2 separate regions of the Bos taurus genome follow, and region 2 is linked to region 1. A link is a contact called in public Hi-C data. All regions are on one chromosome and are shown on one strand. Each heading gives the region's core, a stretch centred on a gene start, on an enhancer-like site or on the middle of the called end of the contact. The rest is flanking DNA. Distances are from core to core; before and after follow the strand shown. Region 1 holds the start of SLC51B (solute carrier family 51 subunit beta). Region 2 overlaps UBAP1L (ubiquitin associated protein 1 like).

What was found. A called contact is a pair of places that touch in the nucleus more often than the background predicts.
Region 2: a Hi-C map of liver shows a contact between it and region 1, with 2.9 times the contacts expected there. The contact joins the enhancer-like site here to the promoter of SLC51B in region 1. A contact is called at or near these places in 2 of 11 Hi-C or Micro-C datasets (liver and skeletal muscle).

Annotation. Positions count from the first base shown.
Region 1 is chr10:11,980,985-11,987,084 of ARS-UCD2.0, forward strand. It overlaps SLC51B (solute carrier family 51 subunit beta), which reads left to right and starts at 2,370. Exons shown (of 4, transcript NM_001077867.2): 1 at 2,370-2,421.
Region 2 is chr10:12,051,990-12,058,089 of ARS-UCD2.0, forward strand. UBAP1L (ubiquitin associated protein 1 like) reads right to left here. Exons shown (of 6, transcript XM_059890759.1): 2 at 3,714-4,235; 3 at 3,574-3,639; 4 at 590-796. Among named protein-coding and RNA genes, the nearest start is that of UBAP1L, 8.1 kb to the right of the region's middle. Within about 2 kb of position 3,837, at least 13 of the 102 cell types and tissues checked have an H3K27ac peak or open chromatin away from gene starts, as enhancers often do. A contact at or near this core is called in liver, where this site is marked.

The sequences.
Region 1 (6,100 bases), core at 1,120-3,619:
GTAATGAACTCACATCTCTGTGTGTACTTCATGGCACTTATCACACAGCTATCAATTGCATGATCCCTGGTGTGACCACAAGACTGTAGTCTCCATGAGGTCAGGGGCAATGCCTGTGATTGTTTATTAGTAGCATAAATCCTGGCACAGGGCAGACATGGAATAATAGTTATTGGATAAGTTATAGCAGAAAGAATTGAATGAGAGGAGGAAGTAAAGAGACACAGGCAGGAGAGTGGAAAGCCTTGGCTGGGGAAGGCACATCTTGAAGGGGACACAATCTCAGGGACAGCCCCCAGGGCAGATTCAGATGACTGTGGTCAAGGGTCACTTTAGGGACCCACACTGACATGCCCATCCAGCTCACAGCCTTTCTCTCTTGGCTACTCAGTGGGCATGAGATTTGAGCCAGCATTCATAGTACTTCACCCCTGACCACAATAACTGATCCAAAATGTGGGTTTGTGACCCAGACCTGGATAATTAGGGTCCCGTCCCAGGAATTGTCAAACTGGAGTTAAGAAAAGAGATTCCTTCCCCCTCTGGCTGTGACAGTGTGAGCCTGGATTTCCCACAGTCTGGTCCAGCTGCCAGGAGATGGCCTGCCTGTAGGAAAGAACGTGATATCCAGAGAGAACAGGGAGAGACCAAGAGAGAGAAAGAGCGAAGGATCTTCAGGCTCCTGATTCCAGCTATCCCTAAGGTCGACTCCACTCTGCTCTTCCCAATTATACGAGCCAATGAATTCCTTTTAAATTCCTTTTGTGCTTAAGAAAGTTAGAATTGCGGTCCTTTTTTTGAAATCTATGAGCTGCCTTTCTCTCCAAAATACATCCTGAACCTGAGCACTTCTCACCATCTCCGCTGCATTAACCTGGTCCAAACCACCACTGTCTCTTGCCTGGATGAATGCAACAGGCTACCATCGCCTCTCTTGCTCCCTGACAAACCACTGTCCACCCAGCAGGCCAATTGATCCTGGATAAATGTCAGTCCAAGGATGTCACCCTCCAGTGATTTCGCTCTACATCCATATCCCTTATCCTGTTTTGTGGCATGAGCTGCTTCTGCCTACCCTGTAACTACTGTGCCACCTCCCACCACCTCTGTGCTTCAGCTGCATTGCCCTTTGTTGTGCATTTCTCAGACTCGTGAACTTCATTATTTCTTCAGCACCTTTGCACCTGCTGCCCCAAGTCTTTGCATAGTTAATTCTTCATCATTCAGTTTTTAGTAACGTAATTCAGTAATCACAGCCCCCATCTATTTCTGCATCATTTTGCTGTTGAAATTATTCACAGAAATTGTCACTAGTTGAAATTATTTGTTTTACTTACTTTTTTGTGGGCTGTCTGTCCCCTAGAGTATGAGCTTCAGGAGACTAGATACCTTGCCTGTCTTGCTTACCTTGTGTCCACAGTAGGTGTTCGAGTAATATTTATTGAATGAATGAGTGACGGAATGAGGAGGAGCTGGAGTTCCATTCAGGCCCTAGGTCCCCATTGCACCTCCTTTTCTCTGTTGTCCACACCGCTGGCCAGTATTAACTCGTAGAGGAGCTTGCACCTGTCATGTGACTTCTTTCAACCTCTTTTGTCATGTGGGAAATGGGAACCCTACTCTTTGCTAAGCCAGCTCTAAGGATTTTTGGAGATGCAAGGAGCTGGTAGGTAGAAAAGCCCACTGATGATCAGAATTGAATGTGTCTGGCTTGGCTGGGGGACACCTCGCTCCTACCTCCCCACCAAGCCCTTGCTACACAGCGCTGACCTGCTTCCTCCTCTCTGGGTCACCCACACAGCCTCACGTGTCTTGCCTCCCCACCCCCAGCCCTCCAAAGGTCTTATTTTATAGCTTCCTGTGAGGATATCACATGAGGCCATGACCCTCGCTGTGAGAAAGCAGAGGCTGTAAAAGGCCAGCCTTGGCTCCCTGCTCGGTGGTTAAATATTGCTAACACCAGGAAATAGAGCCCCAGCGTGGGCATAGCACACATCCCCCTGCAATGATGGCGCTCCGGACAGAGGGTCCTCCCCAGCCCGTTCCTCTGGGCTGGCAGGAGGGTTTGGATGTTTTCCTGTTACCTGAGGCCAACAGATAAGAAGGAAAGTGTCGGGCTCCTGGTTCTTGCTGACTGTGAAAGTCAGATGGAGCCTGTTTGCCATCAGCGGCCACTCATTCAAGAGGTCAGTCACCCCGGAGTGACAAAGGAGGCTCCAGGCATGGGCGTGTGCTAAATGCAGAGCTCCCAAATGGGCCTGGCTGCCACAGGCTCTGCCGCACTGCCCCCCAGGTGACAGCTATGCGGGAAGCTCCGGTGCAGAGACCAACCAGTGTCCCCTGAAAGGAGGAGGAGGAAGAGAGAAATCAGTGCTGCTCCCGCCAGCAGACCAGACGAGTCCTCGGAACCCGGGACCCAGGGTGAGTGTCTTCAGCCTGCCGCGGGAATGGGGTGGCGGGTGCCAGGTGTTTGGCAGGAATCATGTCCAGGGGCAGGTGGTTAAGCTCTGATTAAAATGCAGGCATCTCATACTGAGTGAAGTAAGTCAGACAGAGAAGGAGAAATACCCTGTGATATCCCTTATCTGTGGAATCTAAAAAGAAATGATACAAATGAACTTACTTACAAAACAAACAGACTCACAGACTGAGAAAACAGAACTTATGGTTGCCCAGGGGAGGGATCGTTAGGGAGTTTGGGATGGACGCTGTACACACTGCTATGTTTAAATGGATAACCAACAAAGCCCTACTGTATAGCACAGGGAACTCTGCTCAATGTTATGTGGCAGCCTGGATGTTTGGGGGAGAGTGGATACATGTATATGTATGGCTGAGTTCCTTCTCTGTTCACCTGAAACCGTCACAACATTGTTAATCAGCTATACGCCAATACAAAATTAAAAGTTCAAAAGAAAAATAAAAAAGAAAGATAAAAATATAAATAAAGCAGGAATCTCCTGGAGGGGCCTAAGAGCACATGACGACTAAATGCAATACGATATCTTGGATGGGAACCAGAAGCAGGAAAAAGACAATAACAGAAAAGTGAAATGCAAATAAATCATGACATTTAGCTAATAATTTTTTAAAAATTCAGAGATATTACTGCTATACTCTGTAGAAAAAACTGGATAAGTGCTTTGAGGGGAATGTGGCCTTTGTTTCTGTAGCATTAACATAGAGAGGGCCAACGTGTATCCATCTTATCATTTTGTTTCATGTGTTGCTATATTTTTATTATAACAATACTATGCATGTTTAAAAACATACATTCCACTGTGGGCATCAGTCCACATGCAGATGTGTACATTTTTTGATTAGTTCCAGTACCACACTGTCTTGATTACTGGAGTTTTAAAGTGAGTCTGGAAGTTGGGTAGCATCAGTGCTCTAACTTTGTTCTTCTCCTTCAATCCTGTGTTGAGTATCCTGGGCCTTTTGCTTCTCCTTATAAACTTGAAATTCAGTTTGTCAATATCCATAAAATAACTTGCTGGGATTTTGATTTGGGCTGCCTGTATCTTTAGATCACATTGGAAAGAACTGACATGTTGATTAGTTCCACTAATTTAACATCCAAAATTGGAATTTTGGTCCAGAAAGGTATAAATACAATTGATACATACTTTTTTTTTAATTGAGGTATAGTTGATTTCAATATTATATGTTTCAGGCATATAACATAGCGATTCACAGTTCTGAAATGTTATACTCTGTTTATAGTTATTATAAACTATTGCCTGCATTCCTTGTGCTGTACAATATATCCTTGTAGCTTCTTTATTTTATACACAGTAGTCTGTATCTCTGAATCCCCTACCCCCTCTTGTCCCTCCCTTGCCTTCTTCCCACTAGTAACCACTAGTTTGTTCTCTATGTATCTGTGAGTCTCTTTCTTTTCTGTTATAGTCACTAGTTTGTTTTTTAGATTCCATATATAAGTGACACCATACAGTATTTGTCTTTCTTTGCCTGACTTATTTCACTTAGCCTCATACCTCCAAGTCATCCATGCTGTTGCAAATGGCAAGATTTCATTCTTTTTTATGACTGAGTCCATTGTACAGGTGTACCACATCTTTATCCATATCTGTCAATGGACATTTAGGTGGCTTCCATATCTTGACTATTGTAAATAATGCTACGATGAACATCGGAGTGAATGTATCATTTGAATTGGTGTTTTCAATTTCTTTGGCTAATATTTGCATACATTTAAAATACACACAAATATACAAAATATGTGTTTTTAGAATATACATACAAAATATATACATTTAAAAATGTAATTACATGTATCATTTTCACAAAGGTAGTAGGTACTCAGGAGAAATGTATACAGTACTGCTGCTGCTAAGTCGCTTCAGTCGCGTCCGACTCTGTGCGACCCCTGAGATGGCAGCAAACCAGGCTCCCCCCACCCTGGGATTCTCCACGCAAGAACATTGGAGTGGGTTGCCATTTCCTTCTCCAATGCATGAAAGTGAAAAGTGAAAGTGAAGTCGCTCAGTCATGTCCGACTCTTAGCGACCCCAAGGACCACAGCCTACCAGGTTCCTCTGTCCATGGGATTTTCCAGGCAAGAGTACTGGAGTGGGGTGCCATTGCCTTCTCCGGTATACAGTACAGAAGTGTTCAAAGTGGATGTCCCATGGGTCTACACCCCAGCCCACTTCCCTAGAGGGAGCTGGTGTTGACATCTCGACCTCCGTGTTCTTTTCTCTGTGGGTGTATATCGGGGGAGGGGGTGCATGTTCCGCATATGCAACAAGGGTCTGTGGCCAATATTACCAATTAATCCAGGTATTCCTGCATCTGAGACTAGACAGAAGATCACAACCCTTAACAAGTGCTCTGGAGAAGTTGGAGCTGGAACACAAGATCACATCGATTGGCCATCCCTGTAATTTGTCTTTCCATTATTCAGTGTATATATATATATATATATATCCTTCAAATTCGTAAGTAGGTAGTGGGCATCTGAGTCTGTGAAACTCTTTAAAAAAAAAAAATCTTTCTTTTTCCCTGACTTCCATCTCTGTCTTGGCACATTAGTAGTGTAGTGATGGTTTCGTTGCTAAGTTGTATCCGACTCTTGTGCCCCATGGACTGTAGCCCTCCAGGCTCCTCTGTCCATGGAATTTCCCAGACAAGAATACTGGAATGGGTTGCCATTTCCTTCTCCAGGGGATCTTCCTGACCCAGGGATCAGATCCGCATCTCCTGCATTACAGGCAGATTCTTCACTACTGAGCCACCCAGGAAGCCCTTGGCATGTGAATGATGACTCATATATGGAAAACTTGGCTCAGTATTATATTTGTATCAAAATATTTTCCTTCAAAATCTGTAGATGTTTGTTCAGTTTTCTCAGAGCATTTAGAGTTGGAGAAAACTCTGACGTCAGTCTTTTTATTAGTACCTTGTTTTTTTGTTTGGCTGCTTGCCATCCAGTTGTTTTTGGATGTTCCTGGCTGAGCCTGCAAAGGCTATTTTGGATTGGACATCAAGAGTTGGGGGGATTCTGAGATGGCCTCTGGCCTCTCTTTGCCTTGTTGTCCTCTTAGCCCTATGACATGTTTTCATGATTGGTTTGTTCAAAACCCTTTACTTTGATCTCCACTTCTGACCCCTTTTCCTCCCCTCTCCCTCCCATGCCCATCCCCGCACCAGAGATAATTATCTAATGTGTTGAATGTCTCTTTTTAAAAATATGTCTTTGTAAAATGTGTATTGTTGTTTTGTATGCATGTATTTTGAATTTTCATAAATGGTGTTGCATGCTCCCTTATGATCCTTGGGGATACTTTCAGGATATGAATACACTCAGGAGAAGAACTGCTGGATCATGTGTACACTTACTTTGACTAATGTGCTCTCTAGATGGCTGCCCCAGTCTACACACCCTGGCAGTGCATAAGGCTACAGCCCCAGAACCACACCAACACCTGGCATTATCCACCTTCCAAACTACGCCAGTCTAATAGATGTCAAGTGGTGTTTCATTTCATTTTAATTGTCATTCTTCTGATTTCCAAAGAGTTTAAGCATATTTTCATATGCTTGTTAGCCTTTTGAGTTTCCTATTTTGTAAACT
Region 2 (6,100 bases), core at 2,587-5,086, 72 kb after region 1:
CCAAACACCAAGGAAGCGTCCGGCAAATACTTAGGACTAGATTGATGGATGGGTAGATGGAAAGAGAGAGCGATGGATATGGTGTGGATTAACTGTTGAGGGAAGTGGTCAGAGCTGTGCCATCCAATATGGTAGCTGTATGTGGCTATTTAATTTTTAATTTCATTTCATTATCATTAATAACAATTTTCAGTCATACTAGCCACATTCAAGTAACCACATATAGCTAGTGTTTACTATATTGGACAACACAAGAATAAAACATCTCTCCTGTTGCAGAAAGTGCTATTGGGCACCTCTGGAAAGATTTGTGACTGCCCAAAGCTTCAGTCCTACTTTTGGGGCAGAGATTTGGACAGGAGTAGAATATTGAGACTCCCCAAGTAGGCATGGAGGGTCTTGCTAAACTCTCATGGAGATGGTAGCCTTAGGATCTAGAAACTTGATCACAACCCCCAATAATTAAATCAAAGCTGAAATTCTGCCTCCGAAGAAAAACACAAAATAACTTCAAGTTGAAGATAAAAACAATGGGGCCACTGACCCGACTCCAGTTCCACAGCCCCCCAGCTCTGGGTCCCCCACTCACCTGGCTCAGGCTCTGCCGCCCCGTCTTCTGCAGAGCCACGATGGCCCTGTGCAGAGGGTACCCCAGGGCAACCACCGGCCCAATGAGGTCTTGCTCCTCCTGGCTCAGGGCAGACAGCAAGTCAGCAGAATCAGGGTGCGATCTGTGGGCAGCACAAGGCTGGGGCACCCGTCCAGGAGGTGGCAGGCAGGTGTACGGGCTGAGGGACTGAAACAAAGGCAAGCTGCAAGTGTCAGTTACCCTGGAGGTGACACCTGGCTGGGCAAGACATTTTTAAAGGTGCCTTCGCTACAGAGCACAGGGGTTAATATTGTGAGGATCTTGGAGCCCTGCAGACCTGGGTTCAAATCCCAGCTTTCTACTGTTTACTCAGTTTGTTGTTTAGTCGCTTGGTTGTGTCCAACTCTTTGAGACCCCATAGACTGTAGCCCACCAGGCTCCTCTGTCCATGTGATTTCCCAGGCAAGAGTACTGGAGCGGGTTGCCATTTACTTCTCTAAGGGATCTTCCCAACCCAGGGATTGAACCTGAGTCTCCTGCATTGCAAGTGGATTCTTTACCACTAAGCCACCAGGGAAGCCAGATTATTCATGTGTAAAATGGATGCAATCATACCAGATACCTCACAGGGTTGTTACAAGGCTTAAATAAGATGAGGTGAGAAAAGTGACTAGCAAAAGGGTTTGGCATACAGAAACTGCCAGTAGATGATAATATTTATTGCTTAGAACAAGCCTGTGAGAGAAATACAATAGGCTCATTCTATATTTTATAGCTACTGAAGTCAAGGTTCAGAGAAGCTGGCAAATGACCTGACAAACAACACAGTTTTGGGACCTGTACCCTACTCAGAATCAACGCAGGGTTCTCGACCCCATAGCTTAGGGAGCACGGGAGCAGGACTGAGCTTCCTAGCCAGAACTTCCTTCTTGAGTCTGGCTGGACTAGGGCTTGGTTAGGCAAGGCGCAGGATAGGAACTGGGTACAGCTGTGGTGCTGGGGAAACCCACAGAGACCCTGGACTAAGGAGGGTGGCTTGAAGGCATTTCAATAGGTTTGGCTGGCATCATCCCTAGCCTGTTCCCCATGAAGAAGCATCCAACTGCTAACCCTGTCCCCTCCTCCAGCAGGAAAGCCTAGGTGCTGTCCTGGCTCCAGGAGCAGACTGCCTGTGACATGTGAATTCCCTACACGTCCTCATCTTCTCAGCGGTTTCCCTGCCATGGCCTCACCTTAGGATCTACTCTTTACTCCTAGAGTGAAAACCATGCAAGTCTTAGGATTTGAGTCTATGCTTGTGACCTTGAAAAAGATTCTTAGGTGCTCTCTGCCTCAGTTTCCTCCTCTACAGAATATGCGTCCCATCTGCCCCCATCTCTCCCCCACTCCGCTACAGGGTTGTTGCTAAATTTAATTGGGATCAGGGAAGAGCCCTCCTAGCATCAGCAGCTAGCCCGTGATGTGGCTGTGGCCTGTACTGTTTATATAACCTCTTCTCTGTTTGCTGTAAATAACTGTGTGCAGGGTTGCTTTACAGGTAGAGAAGGGATGGCTCAGAGAGGTTCAGTGACTTGCCTAAGTTCACACAGCACTGAGTGGGAAAAGCCAGACTTTGAGTCTGTCTTTTGGACTTACTTTCACCTTGGCCTTATTCTGTTGCATCTCCTGGCCTGACTGTGGAGTTGCTCAGGGGCAGAAAGCTGTGCCTAAATGTCACTTCCTGCTACTAATCTAACCTAACACATCTGTTCCAGACCTAGATTGTATGGAGTCTGACACTTATACAATGTAGACTACTTAAAGGAAAAAGACACAGGAACATAAACATATGCGTAAAACTGTGCACAAATCCTTGGAAGGGCTTCCAGGCTCAGTGGTGAAGAATGCTCCTGCCAATTGAGGAGCCGCAGGAGACTCAGGTTTGATCCTTGGGTCAGGAAGAGCCCCTGGAGGAGGAAATGGCAACCCACTCCAATATTCCTGTCGGGATTAAACCCACGGACAGAGGAGATTGGCAGGCTACAGTCCGTGCACGCATGCATGCTAAGAGGTGTCCAACTCTTTGCAACCCTATGAACTGTAGCCCGCCAGGCTCCTCTGTCCATGGGATTCTCCAGGCAAGAATACTGGAGCAGGTTGCTATACCTTCTTCCAGGGGATCATCCGGAACCAGGGATAGAACCCATGTCTCTTACATCTCAGGCGTTTTCTTTACCACTAGCGCCACCTGGGAGGCCCCGGGCTACAGTCCAGGGGGGTCCCAAAGAAGGACGACTGAGCAACTGAGCACACTTGCTCAAAGCCTTGGGAGGAGCTAAGCCAGAAGCTCCAGCTTTACTGGTTTCACTGTGCGTTCACATCTGCTCCCAGTTCTTGGTGCACATCCTTTGTCCTGAAGCCACCCCAGCCTGCAGCAGCCTTCACCTCCCCCTCAGGACCTGACCCCTCCCACCGGGCAGTGTTGCCGTATCTCACTCTTCCTTGCCAATCTCCTCGTCTCATGCTTTTGACTTTGTCTCTTCCAATCCAGTCTCTTGCAAGAAGTAACTGCGCTGTGAATATTCCTTGATTGAACTCACCCAATCCTTGAACAGTGGGAAGCCCTAGATCTGAGCCACATTCATTGATTCAACAGACATTCACTGAGCTCCCCCTGGGGGCCAAGTGTGCTCTGGGTGCTCTGGAAACAAATGCAATCCAATCACTGCCCTAAGAGAAGTCATATTCCATTGGAAGAGACGCATACTGGGTAATTACAATTATCCTAACAGGTGCCCTAATAGAAGCAAAGAAGGAGACACAGCAAGAAACAAGGAAGGGGACCTCGAAGCAGGGAATACTCTAGGCACAGGGCTGCAGGAAGGACAGCATGGTACAGGGCCAGGTGAGAGCTGGTAGGGAGGAGTGTCCAACCAGGCAGGGGACCCAGATGTGGGGGTCTCGCTGCTAAGCTGTGGCCTTGGCCAAGGGGACAGTTTCCTTACCGCAACTGTGGGCTTGTGGCTCCGCAGCGGGGGCATGGCGCCGGCCGTGGAAGGCCGCGGGGGCAGCTTGAGGGTGCTGGGGGCGACGGCTTGGGGCCCAAGGGTGGCGTGCGGGTGCTAGGGAGAGAGGCCTCGGAGACAGGGGACGGCGGGTTCTGCGTGGGAGCACTGAGGGGTGGAGGCGCCGGGCCCAGGGGCGGCGCGGGGCCGGGGCAGAGGCTCAGAGCTCGGTGGCGGAGGCGGTGAAGGAGGCTGCGGGGGTGGGAGGCGAGCCTGCCCTCGGAGAGCCGCCGCCCGGCTCCAGCCAGCTCCGACCTCACGCCGCGCAGCACGTCCAGCGAGCACCGCTGTTGGCCCAGGCGGGGGCTCGCCGCGGAGCTGGGCTGGGGGCTTGGCTCCGGCTCTTCCTCCGCGGCAGACGAGGCTGCTTCCTCATCCTGGTCCTCCTCTTCCTCCTCCTCCTCCTCAGGTTGCTCCTGGGATCCGGCCTCCGGATGTTCAACTGCGGCAGGCACGGGTTCCAGCCCTTGCTCGGGGCTGGCCAGCAAGAGCCAGGCAGGAGGGGCGGAAGCTGCCCCCGGAGCATCGCATTGGACTGGGCAGGGTCCCCGTATGACAGCCTCCACCCAGAAGAGTGTCCTCCTCTCCAGGCTGAAGTCGTGCTGCGGAGACAAGACCAGGGGAGGCTCTACCAGGCAAACCAGGGTCTGAGAGCACACTCCTACCTCCTGCCCCCCAGGGAACCTGTTCAGCCAGACTCTCCAGGCCTAGACAGCTTCTGATTCTAAGCCCCAGCCATTCATCGCAGGCCGCCCTCACCCTCGGTTTTAGCTAGCATTGGAGTGGATGGCTGTCAATAACAATTTAATAGCAAACTCTGTAGACAGGACAACGTGAGGAATAGGTTAATAGAATGAAAGTCTAAGTCCCTTTGCCACTCAGCATATAATTGAACAACAGTGGCCTAAACAATTTCTCCAGGGGACTTCTCTGGCGGTCGAGATTGAGAATCTGCCTTCCAGTGCAGGGGATGAGGGTTAGATCCCTGGTGGGAGAAGTAGGATCCCACGTGCCAGTGGGGGCAACTCAGCCTCTTCACCACAACTCGAGAAGCCAGGGCACCCACAACTACTGAGCCCACAGACTGCAGAGCCTGCACCACTAGAGAGCCCATGCATGCAGCAAACAGAGAGCCCACACACGACCCAACAAAGACCCAGTGCTGCCAAAAAAAATTTTTTTTTAATTTCAGCAAAACTTTTCCTTCACCAAGAAGCTTTCACTTGAGCTCAGCACCATTTGCCACTGAGCAGCTGACCTTGGAGGCTGGCCCAGACACACAAACCTTTGCGTGAAGTAGTACTTGCCCCATCCCATGTGCTGCCTTCCAGCTTACTTGGGGGCCCAGGAAATGGAAAAATCTTCTTTTTTTTTTTTTTTTTCCTGAACTCTACTTAGTTGGTCCTAATGTTATTCCCAATTCCATATTTTCAAAAGGAGGCTCAGGAAATTTAGTTTGCTCAAGGTCAGATCAGTGGTGAGTAGATGAGCTGGGATTCCTGTCCATCTGACTGATCAAGCCACCTAAAAACTAAATGTGGAGCCCACATAAATAATTTAAATTAAGCGTTTATGTGAAGCAAAAATAAAATATTCCCGTTAACTACTATTAAAATTAAGAACTGGAAATATAAAACTCCATTAAAAAATATAAATATTCTTAAAAGGCAACTTCAGTGCTCTGTGATGGCCAGGTAAGCCTGGGGGAGTGGGGGTGGGGGGCGGATGTGGGAGGCAGAAAGGCAGACAGGAACTGCCTCTCCCCTCACCCAACTCCTGACATGACCCTAAGTTGGGGAGAGGAACAGAACTTAGCTGTTCTAAGTGTGGTTCCCCGACTGAGGTCAGGGAGTGTATCTTATTTCTCTCTGTTCTTGGGGCCCAGGGCAGTTCTGGTTCCAAGGGGATATTTGTAAGAGTGTACAGAATAAATGATTAGAAAAAGAGACTGGAGCAAAATGTGTGGGTTGGGAAGGAGAGAGGAGGTAAAAGGACCACTTCAGAGCTGAGGAGACCGTCATGGAGGGAAAGAGACTGAGAGATAATGAAACAGACAGTGGAACTTAGGGGATAAAAGGATCCAAAGACCCAATAAAAATACAAGCACTTGTGATTTGTGGAACCTAAGCAAGATGATTCTAAAGTTCATATGAAAAATAAACAAATAATAGCCAAGGGCTTCCATGGTGACTCAGTGGTAAAGAATCCACCTGCCAATGCAGGAGACACAGGTTCGATTCCTGGTCCAGGAAGATCCCACGTGCCATGGAGCAACGAAGCCTGTGCACCACAACTACTGAGCCCACAGGCCGCAAGTACTGAAGCTTACACACCCTAGAGCCTGTGCTCTGCAACAAGAGAAACCGCTGCAATGAGAAGCCTGCCACGGCAACTAGAGAAAAACCTGTACAGCAACGAAGACCCAGTACAGCGCCCCCCCCCCCCCCCCGCCAATGCACACCAAAAA